Linked DNA regions of Hordeum vulgare: region 2 is linked to region 1. A link is a contact called in public Hi-C data. All regions are on one chromosome and are shown on one strand. The core of a region is the stretch at or near the end of the contact, and the rest is flanking DNA. Distances in the headings are between cores, read along the strand shown. Region 1 holds the start of LOC123452205. Region 2 holds the start of LOC123452208.

Region 1 (5,409 bases), core at 2,048-4,547:
TCATTATTTCCCATGTAATTCCATAGGTAATGTTGCCGACTCATGTTGTTATCCTTTATATACAGTGAAATGTCGTGTCAATGGATTATCTTATCAGTAAGACGTCTACTAAGTGGTAAATGACAAAGTCAATGGTGAAGATTCAATGAAGCATAGAAGTATGGAATGGACATGCATAGTATGGAGCTGCTGCAACGTGCTAGTTGTAACAGAACCGTATACTCTTGCAGGAAAACAACAGGCTTCACTTATGAAACAAAACCACCGAAAACATAAAGATATAAAATAAAAGCTAATACTGACATACAAGAACCGAGGTGAATACTGTGTACATTCAAGGAAGTTATTTAGTAGATACAAGAAAAGAGAATAAAAGAACCTCACACCCCAGGTATGTATAGTAACTAGTGCTACCAAGTTAAATTTCTTCCAAAAAAAAGTCACAAGGGTGGCCAAACATAGAAAAAAAAGGACCGGCATAGAAGAAATGGCTCTGGAGAGGTCAAAAATCATATGCATTGGTTTACAGAAGCACCCATTACTCATTAGATGCTACACGCTACAGTGGTTTTAAGGTCTAACCTCTTTGAATCCCGCCTCCTGCAGTAGCAGGAATCTTCCATATGAACATAGAGAAAAATGTGCTAGGTTCAACATCTGGAAAGTTGCTCTTGATAAACTCTCCAACTTTTATTCTACTTGTGAATGATGTCTTTTTACCAGTAGCATCACGAAAACGCGAGGGCGGGGCAAGATATCTGTACAAAGTCAAATCCACAACATAAGTCAATATGCTAAAGCTAAATTGAGAAATTAACCCTCTCTACGAATTTCTGCATTTTTTGCTTGGGCAAGACTACTGAAATTTGGATCTAACCTATTAAGGCCTTGACAAAAGCATTTACCTGTCAATCCAGTGACCACCTGCAGCAATTCTGTTCCCCACTTTCCACTGCCACTGATCTCCAGGAGATGGCCAATTTTCAGGAGCATAGGGCAAACCCTTGCCATATGCATTAGCATGAACAGGTATGGCAACAAGGCCATTCTCACTTTTGCACAATTCTGATAAATCGAGTTCCCCAATAAAGTTATTTTCTTCTACCACATCATCAGGTAGCTGAAAGGAACAAGAATCTAATCAATGCACAGCTCAAATTCTACTTAACTCGGGAGATATTAAGATAGAACTTTCCCAATATTACGTTTTCCAAGAAATCATGTTAAGAAAATGCTTGAAATTCATACGTTGCTGTTGAGAAAAGGAAGTTTTATTTCATTTACCACTAGGACACAGTTACCCTGGTTCAGATTTCTTAATACACTTTTCCCCATATAAAGCAGAGATATATTATAACACTCACTCCATTAAGATTAATACAAATATAATGGAAGCAAGTAAGTTGTTATTCAGGGCCTTAAGGTTATGTAAGTGTATCACTCTGCTGAACAATACTGGTAAAATTTCATTTCTAGGGGTAGAGGGCGAATTCATTCACAAGTAGAAAGTGCCATGGGAGAATATCTTAATTACCAAGTATATTCAAATATAGAAACACAAACAGGCCGATTCAAATAGCTACCTTGCCCGAGTGAATAGGTTCACAAATTAACAACTTATTGTACAAGCAGGCAACTGTACCAGAATGGCACAAGAATGTGTAGATTATGAGAGAAGTCACACCATAAAGCTAAAAGGCATAACTTAGTGCGCTTCCATTTATCCATGTTCTGATATTCCCATACGCATCCAGTAAGCAAAAGACCCTGATTCAAGTCCTGCTTAGTCCTAGCCAACATTGACACATTTGTTGTTTGGCAAATCATGGCTTGCCATATTAACTACGGCAACCAAATCACACGTCACACAATTGTGACAATAGCCCTAAGGAAACATGGTAGACCACAAACCTAGCGATGAAACAAACATTGGTGGTTTGCCTAAGAAAGTGATAACCTAAAGTTAGGCACTGAAACCAACACCATGCTAAGCTTACTTTGATCAGCAACCATAACAAAATAACATGCACTATTTGGTTGACAACTGTTCAGCTTCAGGGATCGATACCTCATTTTTATCCATTACTTGATTTGAACTTTGGACGATCGCTAACTCAAAGCCATTTGATGACGTCTGTTGACGTTGAGGTCTATCCTTTGGTGGTTCTATTCGCGCCTTTTTTTTCGAAGGACCTTTCGAGTTCTCAAAAGCAGGTCGTCTCTCCCTATCCTTACCAAATAACTCCAATAACCTATCGTAATGGTCAATGGTCTTCGTCATCCATTTCTTGGCTTCTGGTTTTTTCTACAAGATCAAAGCAAAAGAAATTATATCAGCTTGGCAACACACATATATATATGCTTGATCAGTGGCACACAGACCTCAATCAATTCCCTCCAGACTTGAGGGTCGGCGTGGAACCTCCGGGTTGCCGGGTTCCATTTAATCCCGCTCTCCTTGTCGAAAAGGTTCTCGCATTCATGGAACATGTCCTTGACATGCTTGAGACGGTTCTTGATGTTGGACCTGTCGATCCCCACCCCGAACCTCTCGCCGACCCCGGTGATGACGCTCTCATAAGCGACGGTCATGAACCTGCCCTCGGCGCTCCTTTTCCCGATATCCTGCTGGTGCAGGAGCGAGTCGATGAGATACTCATTCATCTCTTCGGTCCAAACCACAATATCCCTGCCGTGCGGCCTGGAGGCAGACCCTCCATTGCTGCCGCCGGAGCCGAACTGGTTCGTGGAGATACTGGTCATCTCCCCAGGTCCAAACCCCTCCGACGACCCCTGGCACCAGGGGCGGATCTAGACGGCGTTCCGGGCGTGCGCGGCGGCACACCCAGAGGTCGTGAGGTTCAGCGGGACTTAACCAGTCGCCGGATAAAATCAAACCCCACACATCGAAACGAATGAAAACAAGGACGGCGGTACGGGGTGGAGGGAGAAGGCAGGAACGCGATGCGCCGACGAGGAAGAACTGGACGGAACGGGGACGGCGAGGGCGGGCGGGGCTGAGGCGGTCGGCGGTCGGCGGGCGGAATTGAGGCGGGCGGCGGGAGGCGGATGTAGGGCGCGGCGGTGGGCGGCTAGCGGGGAGAGATCTGCCGGGCCTCGGGATGGATAGGGTATGAGATTTGCTCCTCGCGTGATCTTACCAGCGATGGGGAGGGGAGGGGAGGGGAGAGGAGAGGGGAGGAGCCTGAAGAACGAGGGGAACGGGGACGGCGAGGAGGGGGAGAGGACAGACACTGATAACTGCAATCGAACCGAGACCGAGAGACACGTTGAGATTGAGAGAGTGTGCTAGGGCATGTATGTAGACGCCGTATGTAAACGCCCCCGTAGAATACTCTAGGGCCTAGGGTCTAACCGTATGTGATGTAGTAGTAGTATGTTAGGTGGGTGACAACCCATGATTGTCTCTTGTTACTCGATTTGAAAACATTAATTATATAGATCTTATATTATCTCTATAGCAATGAGGTCATCGAAAAACCTCAGAGATCACTTGATGTCTATCTTCTTTCTTTCTCCATCGTCCACACTCAACAACCATCATATCTGGTATTTCTTACCTGCAACCTACATAGGACGAAGATGGCACATGTCCTTGGCTTCAAAGTGATGGCAGTAATGAAAACCTTCTCAACCAACAAAAGCAGTAGTGACATGATCGGGGCTACCTAACCTTTTGATAGGGTTTTAATCTCGCTCTTGATTGTTGATTCTTCCTTGTGGCACATGTTCTTGTGATGTGTTATTCTGTGTGATCTGTATACCCCCATTTTTCTTATCTCCACTTCAACATCCTAGTTTAGAGTTTGTGACGGAGAGGTCGGGATCCCACGTTCCCCTACCATGAAAATCCCTTCACATAATCTCAATTTTCATACAATTGTTTACCTTGTTTGGTTGTCTAGTGTTGCCTTAATGTCAGTGATGGAGGGAGTGGAAGGCCTGATGAAGAAAGTGCAGTTGTTAGATCCAAGAAAACAAGTTGAAGATCGCTAGTAAGGTTGTGACAATGAAACCTCGCGCGATGTGGAAACTGATCTCTATAAAGCCAATGTTGAAGGATTGATCAATACAATTTGCAAGATCTAGTGCCCCTAACTTCAAATATCTCGATGAGAATGTCTTCTTGACATTCTATCAAGCCTTTCGGGAAACACAAAGCATCGGAGGAGGGCCCTTAGAAGTTCGACGATGATCTACTTGTGATGGGGGATTTTGATGCTACCAAAACCATTGAGAAGTACGAGTTTTCATGTATACCAATTTGGTTGTGAATTCTGGACCTACATCTATTGATTGTGAATAAGTGGATGAGGAGAAGCAATAGGAGAAGTTCAAGAAGTTACTGCTAGTGAAGATGGGATGGTTGTACGGCAATAACTTAGGGTGAATGCCTAGATGTGTTAAAACGTTGGATGAGAGCGATTATTGGTCACACAAATAAGGGTGCTCAATAAAAATGAAGAAATGTGTGGTGCGTCAATATGTTAAAATGATTGGGAATGATACCACCGGAGGGGGGACCATGGCAAAAGAAAGCAATTCATGGGGCAGTGAACGTGGAAGACTCCATGAGGAATGCTCGCTTCGACAGTGTGGTTGTGGCTCTAAAATCTCCCATGGAGAAAAGACAATGGATTTTAATCCTACTGAAATGTTGATCAACTAGGGATGAGAGAGAGATCAAGCATTATGAAGTTGATAGATAGGGTAGTGAAGGGTATGACTACAGTTGCAAACATAAAAGCTAACCTTTTCAAGGACATGAAACAAGCATATGGAATTGTAATACTGAGAAGGTTGTCGATGCAATAATAGGCTAGGGGCAACGACGAGATGGTTTGTGGTGAACCAACAAGTAGTATGCATGTGGAGGCGATGGAGGAGTGGAGATCTAAAGGCGAAAGGACTATTTTGGGAAGTGGCCTGCATGGGCCATGCACGTCAAGAGAAAGGAGATAGAAACCTTTTGCATGGGACATGCAACGAACCGACCTAGGAAGGTAAAGGAAAATGAAGAAAACTTAGGGTGTATAAAAGAAAAGGCTGGTAGATGGTAGGTTTCAATGCTGATTTGAATGTAGTCATTAAATAGAAATGAGCAATTACATGCAAGGGCATGGAAGTTGGTGCAAAGAGAAGATAAATGCAAGTATGGAAAAAAGGAAATTGTAACTAGGGTTTCATGGACAACCCTACGAGATCGAATGCATGTTACCTCCTCGAACTACGGTGGGCAAAAAACCAGATACCTGAAGCTTGAACCTGAAAAACCAAACTTGTATTGCCCGAACCCACAAAACCCAAGCACTATATCGGGTAGAAGTTTTGGAAATCCAATATTTATTTGGGTAATTTGGTTATAAGGCCACGACCCAGAATAGCCCA
Region 2 (5,409 bases), core at 762-3,261, 160 kb after region 1:
GAACACACTAGTAGAATGTCTGGTTGCGTGCATCTACCCCAACCAGGCCCACGAGGGAAGAATTTGGCCCATTTGGTTGGCTGCATCGCATACAAATGTTGGCCCTCACGGAACTTAAAGCACTCCCGAGCCAGTCCCTTTAGGAACGATCAAATTGATAGTTTCCAGCGAACCATGCTGGATCGAGCCACATCGAGCGCACGTGGTGGGTCTCCTTGCACGAGAGAATACATGAGGGATGCGAGCTTTGTACATGGTTTCTTCTCCTACCTCCACTAAACTCCTCCCTAATCTTATTTTTTGTCCCTTTAATCTACACAACAGTACTTCAATTCGAGATAAGGTCTATACAAAAAAGATGCACATCAATGTCATGGTTCCATTCACGTGATTGGTTCATAGTTTTGTCAACCGTAGACGACGAGGTGACCTTCCGGAGTGGTCATGGCATCCTGTGTGGCTATGAACATAGAAGAAAAGGGGAAGATCATAGAGGAGTAGAGGGAGAAGAAGCATGGGAGAGAGAGGGGAACGAGAGGAGGGGGCGAGCCGGGAATGATGATGTGTCCCAACGGCTCGTCGACCGGCGCGACGCGAGGAGAAGCGACTGCTCGAATGGGAGGCATATGCGCTCGGAACAGGTGCTGGGAAAGTCCATCACCTCTTGGAGCAACAACACGATGAGAGTGGAACGCGTGGGCGAGCTCGATCAGCAGGTGTCCGTGGCGGTGCATCGGAGGAGCCGACAGGGGCGAACTTCCGACCTGACGCAACGGCCGCGCATCAGTCCAACGGAGGCGGGAGCGTAAGTAGGGCTACGCTGCGAGGCGGTGGGCGGGGGCCATGCAGCGGCGTGTCGGCACCGTGAGTCGGGCGCTCTATCTTTGTACCGAATGAAGCGTGAGGTCATGCAGAGAACCCTCTGTGTTGGATTAGGGGGGATGATTTTGGATTGGAGGTCGACGTCGAGGGAGGGGCGGCGCTCGCGTATGCCTTTGTGTAACTCGAGAGTTTGTCGGGACTGTCGTTCATAAAGACCTTGTGTTTTGGACGCATTGTGCAGCTTGATTGCAAGTCAACGACCGGAGCGCGATCGTCTTAGCCGTCATGAAGACGGTCGACAACTTCATCCACGTCGATAGGGTCAACGCCAAGTCCGCCATCGCGAGCACACTATTAAGAACTCTATTGTAACTCACTCTCTCATATGTATGTGTTAACTCTTAATCACATTGTCATCCAACCAAACACAGGTCACTTGCATCTGCCAAGCCAATGCACAAAACCAAATGGCAAGAAAAAAATCCTTCTCTAATGCAGACAATCTATATGCAAGCAATCAAACTAAGTACAGATGATGTTTTTATGCGTGCATTAGCTTAATCGGACTCAAAAAAGACAAGTATGCAAAGTGCTGCAAACCAATCCGTGGTTGGATGGTTAGGAGGCTGTGGTATCCCCTGCCCACCAGAGTTCAAGTCCCAGACTTGACATTGGTGCTTGCATTTTTCTGGATTTATTTTAGGTCTTCCGGCGATGTACTTTCAGTGGGAGGAGACGTTCCCGTCGATAATGAAGGCGTCAGTGGCGGCTTCGTCAATCTCAAGATTATGTGCCGGCTTAGCCTCTCGAAGGTGCTCATAGGGATAAGGTGTGCGTGCGTGCGTTTATAGGGGTGGGTGTACGCTCATGTATGTGAGCGACTTCGAATGTACTCTGTTAAAAAAAATATGCAAAGTGCTAAAAAAAATTCAAGTAACCAAACGCCTCGTGGTAGTTTCAATCCCACTTGTACGTATACGTGGACACTGCCACGCAGGCAGGTAGTGTCAGTGTCTGCAGCCAAGGACACATCATCCCAAGCCACGGCAAACTATTGGACAGCGCCACGCGCGCAGAAGGTCTACGTGGCCTCTCGCGCATCGACGGCCGATCGGCGCGCAACCGACGGCACAGATGAACCCACGTACGAAACCACAAAATAAATAAAATCTCTCGCAATTAAAGCTCAGCACGAAGCAACCCCTCAAATGGCAACTCCCCCGATCCCGAAGACGACGCTCCGAGTCGGCTCCCACTGATCGCTTCTAGAAGCTTCCACAGAGCTCCGGCCCGCCGCCATGGCCGCGCCCTTCTTCTCCACCCCCTTCCAACCCTACGTCTACCAGGTCGGTGCTGCTCCCATGTCTCGCACGTTTGTCGTCCCCGCGTAGATGCTAGGTCTGGATTCGAGGTCGTGGGGGCTGGATCCGCATGATCCGTGGCGCTCTGCTCCCGATTGGACCCCCTCTCATGATCTGATCCTGTTTGAATTGCGTGGTTCCCCTTTTTGCAGAGCCAGCAGGGATCTGTGACGGCGTTTCAGATATCCGGTGGGGATGTGCAGGTCCTGCAGGTAGTTTCCGGTGCCTAATTCTCGCTCGCCTGTTCTATATTCAGATGAATTCAGTTGTCTTCATTTCTAATTACTGATGGGAAAATGGTTTTAAGGTGATGGTGAAGTCGCAGGACAAGTTGACGGCGAAACCAGGTAATTCAACCCACTCGTTTCTGTTCTGCGGCTGAAATTTGCAGGTTGCAAGCTTAACAAGTATAGTTTGAGTGACATGCCGAATACATTTTTAGTTACTCGGGTCTGCTAGCCTGGTATTCATGTGGCACTTGGCAGAAATTGTTAAAAAGTGTCACCCACAGTTTCAACTGTATATTATTCCTAAAACGATTTTAATGTTTTGTATACCTATTTGGCATGCCCACTTCGGTTTTGTTCAATAGCACCTTGAAAAATCATTGTGCATCAGCCGTGTGTTGATAGTTGTTACTGCAAGGTGCTTATCATGTCACTTATTTTCTTTCTATGTATGATGCGACACTCATATAGGTTGTTTGCGTGTACCTTTTTTCTCTCATTGCTGTCAATGTTCAGGATTTGGGGAACTGCTAGCTGCTTGGTCCGCTGCTGAGTAGGGATTAATCGGCGAATCGGCCTATTAACTGAATTATCGATAACCCATTTCTCGCTAGATTAACTAGGGTCGTATTGATATATCCTACTAGGCTACATGGCAACATACTATGTACTAAATGTCTGAATATGCGATCCTGGGCTACATAGTTACATACACATCATGAATCTTCACAGATCACATAGGAGAGGGGAGATTACCTTGATGTTTGAGGAAGCCATGGACAGAGGACGGGCGGAGTAGGCGAGGAAGCAGGAAGAAGTAGCAAGCTTGGGGAAGCAATCTTGAGGACGGCGCCGTCGGCTGGTCGGTGAGGAGACGGCAAGCTCGGGGGCGGGGGCACTGGATGCTCCTCGTTGCTGGATGACGGGAGGTGAGCGGATGAGGGAGGCTCCTTGGAGGAGGGGAGGCGCTGGCTGGTTGATGTTGCTGGCGGCTGCTTGGGGCGGAGGTGGTGGCGGCGGCGGCTCCTCTAGAGAAGGAGCGGAAGCCCTAACCCTAGAACGGGAGAAGGGAGGGATATGTGCGGCTGGGAGAAGGGTTGGAACCAGGCTATATTTTGTGGGCAAAATGAGCTATGCCTCCTCTGGCAGTTAGCCAGCCCATCCGATAATTCGGCCTTTTATTGGCTATCAGACCGATAAATCAGCGGGCCCAGTTAATGGGCCTAATAGGGGGTATTTGGTTCGGAAGGGTGCCGTGCAGCAGTAATTTAAATATCACGATATTTTGAATATTGATTGCTGTACTTTTTACCTTTTTAGGTACAATGTGTTACATGTCCGGGAACATTCAGATGGACAACAATTACTTGCCTGAAAACGACGGAGGCGTGTGGCAGTGGATATTTGGAAAAAGTATAACCAGCACTGTTTTCTTCAATCCTGGCCCTGATGATGGATATGTGGGGATTTCTGCGCCGTTTCCTGGGAGGATACTGCCTGTTAGTATATTTTTTCTGTGCAGTCATTACGTTGTTTATGTCTTAGCATCATCTTCTATTTTTCAGCTTAGCTCTGAGTTGTCTCTATACTTACCATGCAATGCCATAGGTTGCTCATGTCAATTACATCATTATTTCTCCTCATCATTAAAAGTTTACAAATCCTTTGTTTCCAAAATAGAATTCTGTCACTTGTTTGTGTTACTAGCTGTGTAGTTACCAATTGTCCTTGGCTGCAGACATTGAATTTTAGTCCTTCGGAAGTAATGATGAGATAAATTCTTGGTGGTAATAGGATGCATTAACATTAAAGTTACGTTTAAGTATGAATTTGTTTATCCTATCTGCCTATGTTGGCTTTAAGGTCTTTGTTGAGTTAAAAAAGGGGTAGCTGCAGTTTTATCTTGTCAAACTAGTAATAATACACTCATTGCGAATATGTATAGCTCATTTTAGTGATCATGGTATCTTAAATCACATATTACTTATATTGTCAACCGAAGCTGTTGTCTTGGTCTCACCATAATTGCTTGCTTTTGTTACAGATAGATCTAGCGAACTTTGGTGGAGAACTACTTTGCCAGGTAAATTATCTTGAATTCTGTAATCAGCTTTAAAACAGTCGCATGGACCTCATAATGTACCAAATTGCAGGCAGATTCTTTCCTCTGCTCGGTCAATGATGTGTCAGTCACAAGTACAGTTGATCAGCGGCCACGCAACATTGAAATTGGTGCAGAGGTAGGATAATTTTTGAGGTGCCTTATTGATTATGAGGTCATGTGGATCCTGCAAGTTTGTGTTCAGTTCATTTGGCATGCTTCTGGGCAACTTGCTAGCCAGGAAATGAAAGATGCACATTTTCTTCTACAGATGATCCTCAAACAGAAGCTTAGGGGTCAAGGGATGGCCTTCCTTGTCGGCGGTGGGTCAGGTACACTTCACCCTTACATCGCAGTGTTGAGTGTTAGCGTAGATATTAGTAATTAAAGGCTTAAAGCTGCAATGCTATTTATGTTGCTTAAGTTTAGACCTGAATATTGTAGGTCTTAAATATTACAAAGCTGTGAGTCTGTAAAAGCTCTAGGACATGTTGATGCAATATATTGCTGAAACCTGAAATATGTCATGGCAAACCTTACTTTTTACTCAAATATGGATGTTGTTGACATGGGAGTACTTGGTACAGCATCTGATTCAGTATCCTTGCAGTGTTTTGTGTTATACTGTTACCAGCTAGATTTTCTGGGAGCACCAAATCTCTATTTTATTTCACACAAGCATGAAACTTATCTGATGCTAGTTTGGTTTGGGCACTAGCTTGCAACTTTGGTAAATTCGACAGGGTCATAACTTTGGGAGCTTTTGCTCTTTACCTTTGTCAGTAATGCAGAAAATTCTTGCTCCCCGGGAGGTGATTACTGTTGATTGTGGTTGCATTGTGGCTATGACAAGCACCATCAGCTTTCAGTTACAGAACCCTACCCAACATAGAAGAGC

What was found. A called contact is a pair of places that touch in the nucleus more often than the background predicts.
Region 2: a Hi-C map of seedling shows a contact between it and region 1, with 2.8 times the contacts expected there. The contact joins the promoter of LOC123452208 here to the promoter of LOC123452205 in region 1. A contact is called at or near these places in 1 of 6 Hi-C or Micro-C datasets (seedling) and 1 of 1 datasets of contacts at active chromatin or transcription factors (embryo).

The regions. Positions count from the first base shown.
Region 1 is chr5H:526,129,480-526,134,888 of MorexV3_pseudomolecules_assembly, forward strand. LOC123452205 reads right to left here and starts at 3,298. Exons shown (of 7, transcript XM_045128816.1): 1 at 2,383-3,298; 2 at 2,069-2,305; 3 at 906-1,120; 4 at 583-758. The coding sequence starts at 2,763.
Region 2 is chr5H:526,291,939-526,297,347 of MorexV3_pseudomolecules_assembly, forward strand. LOC123452208 reads left to right here and starts at 2,012. Exons shown (of 10, transcript XM_045128819.1): 1 at 2,012-2,168; 2 at 2,336-2,395; 3 at 2,491-2,530; 4 at 3,731-3,909; 5 at 4,455-4,493; 6 at 4,564-4,650; 7 at 4,783-4,843; 8 at 5,295-5,409. The coding sequence starts at 2,121. It overlaps LOC123452207, which reads right to left and starts at 3,724. Exons shown (of 6, transcript XM_045128818.1): 1 at 3,167-3,724. The coding sequence starts at 3,187.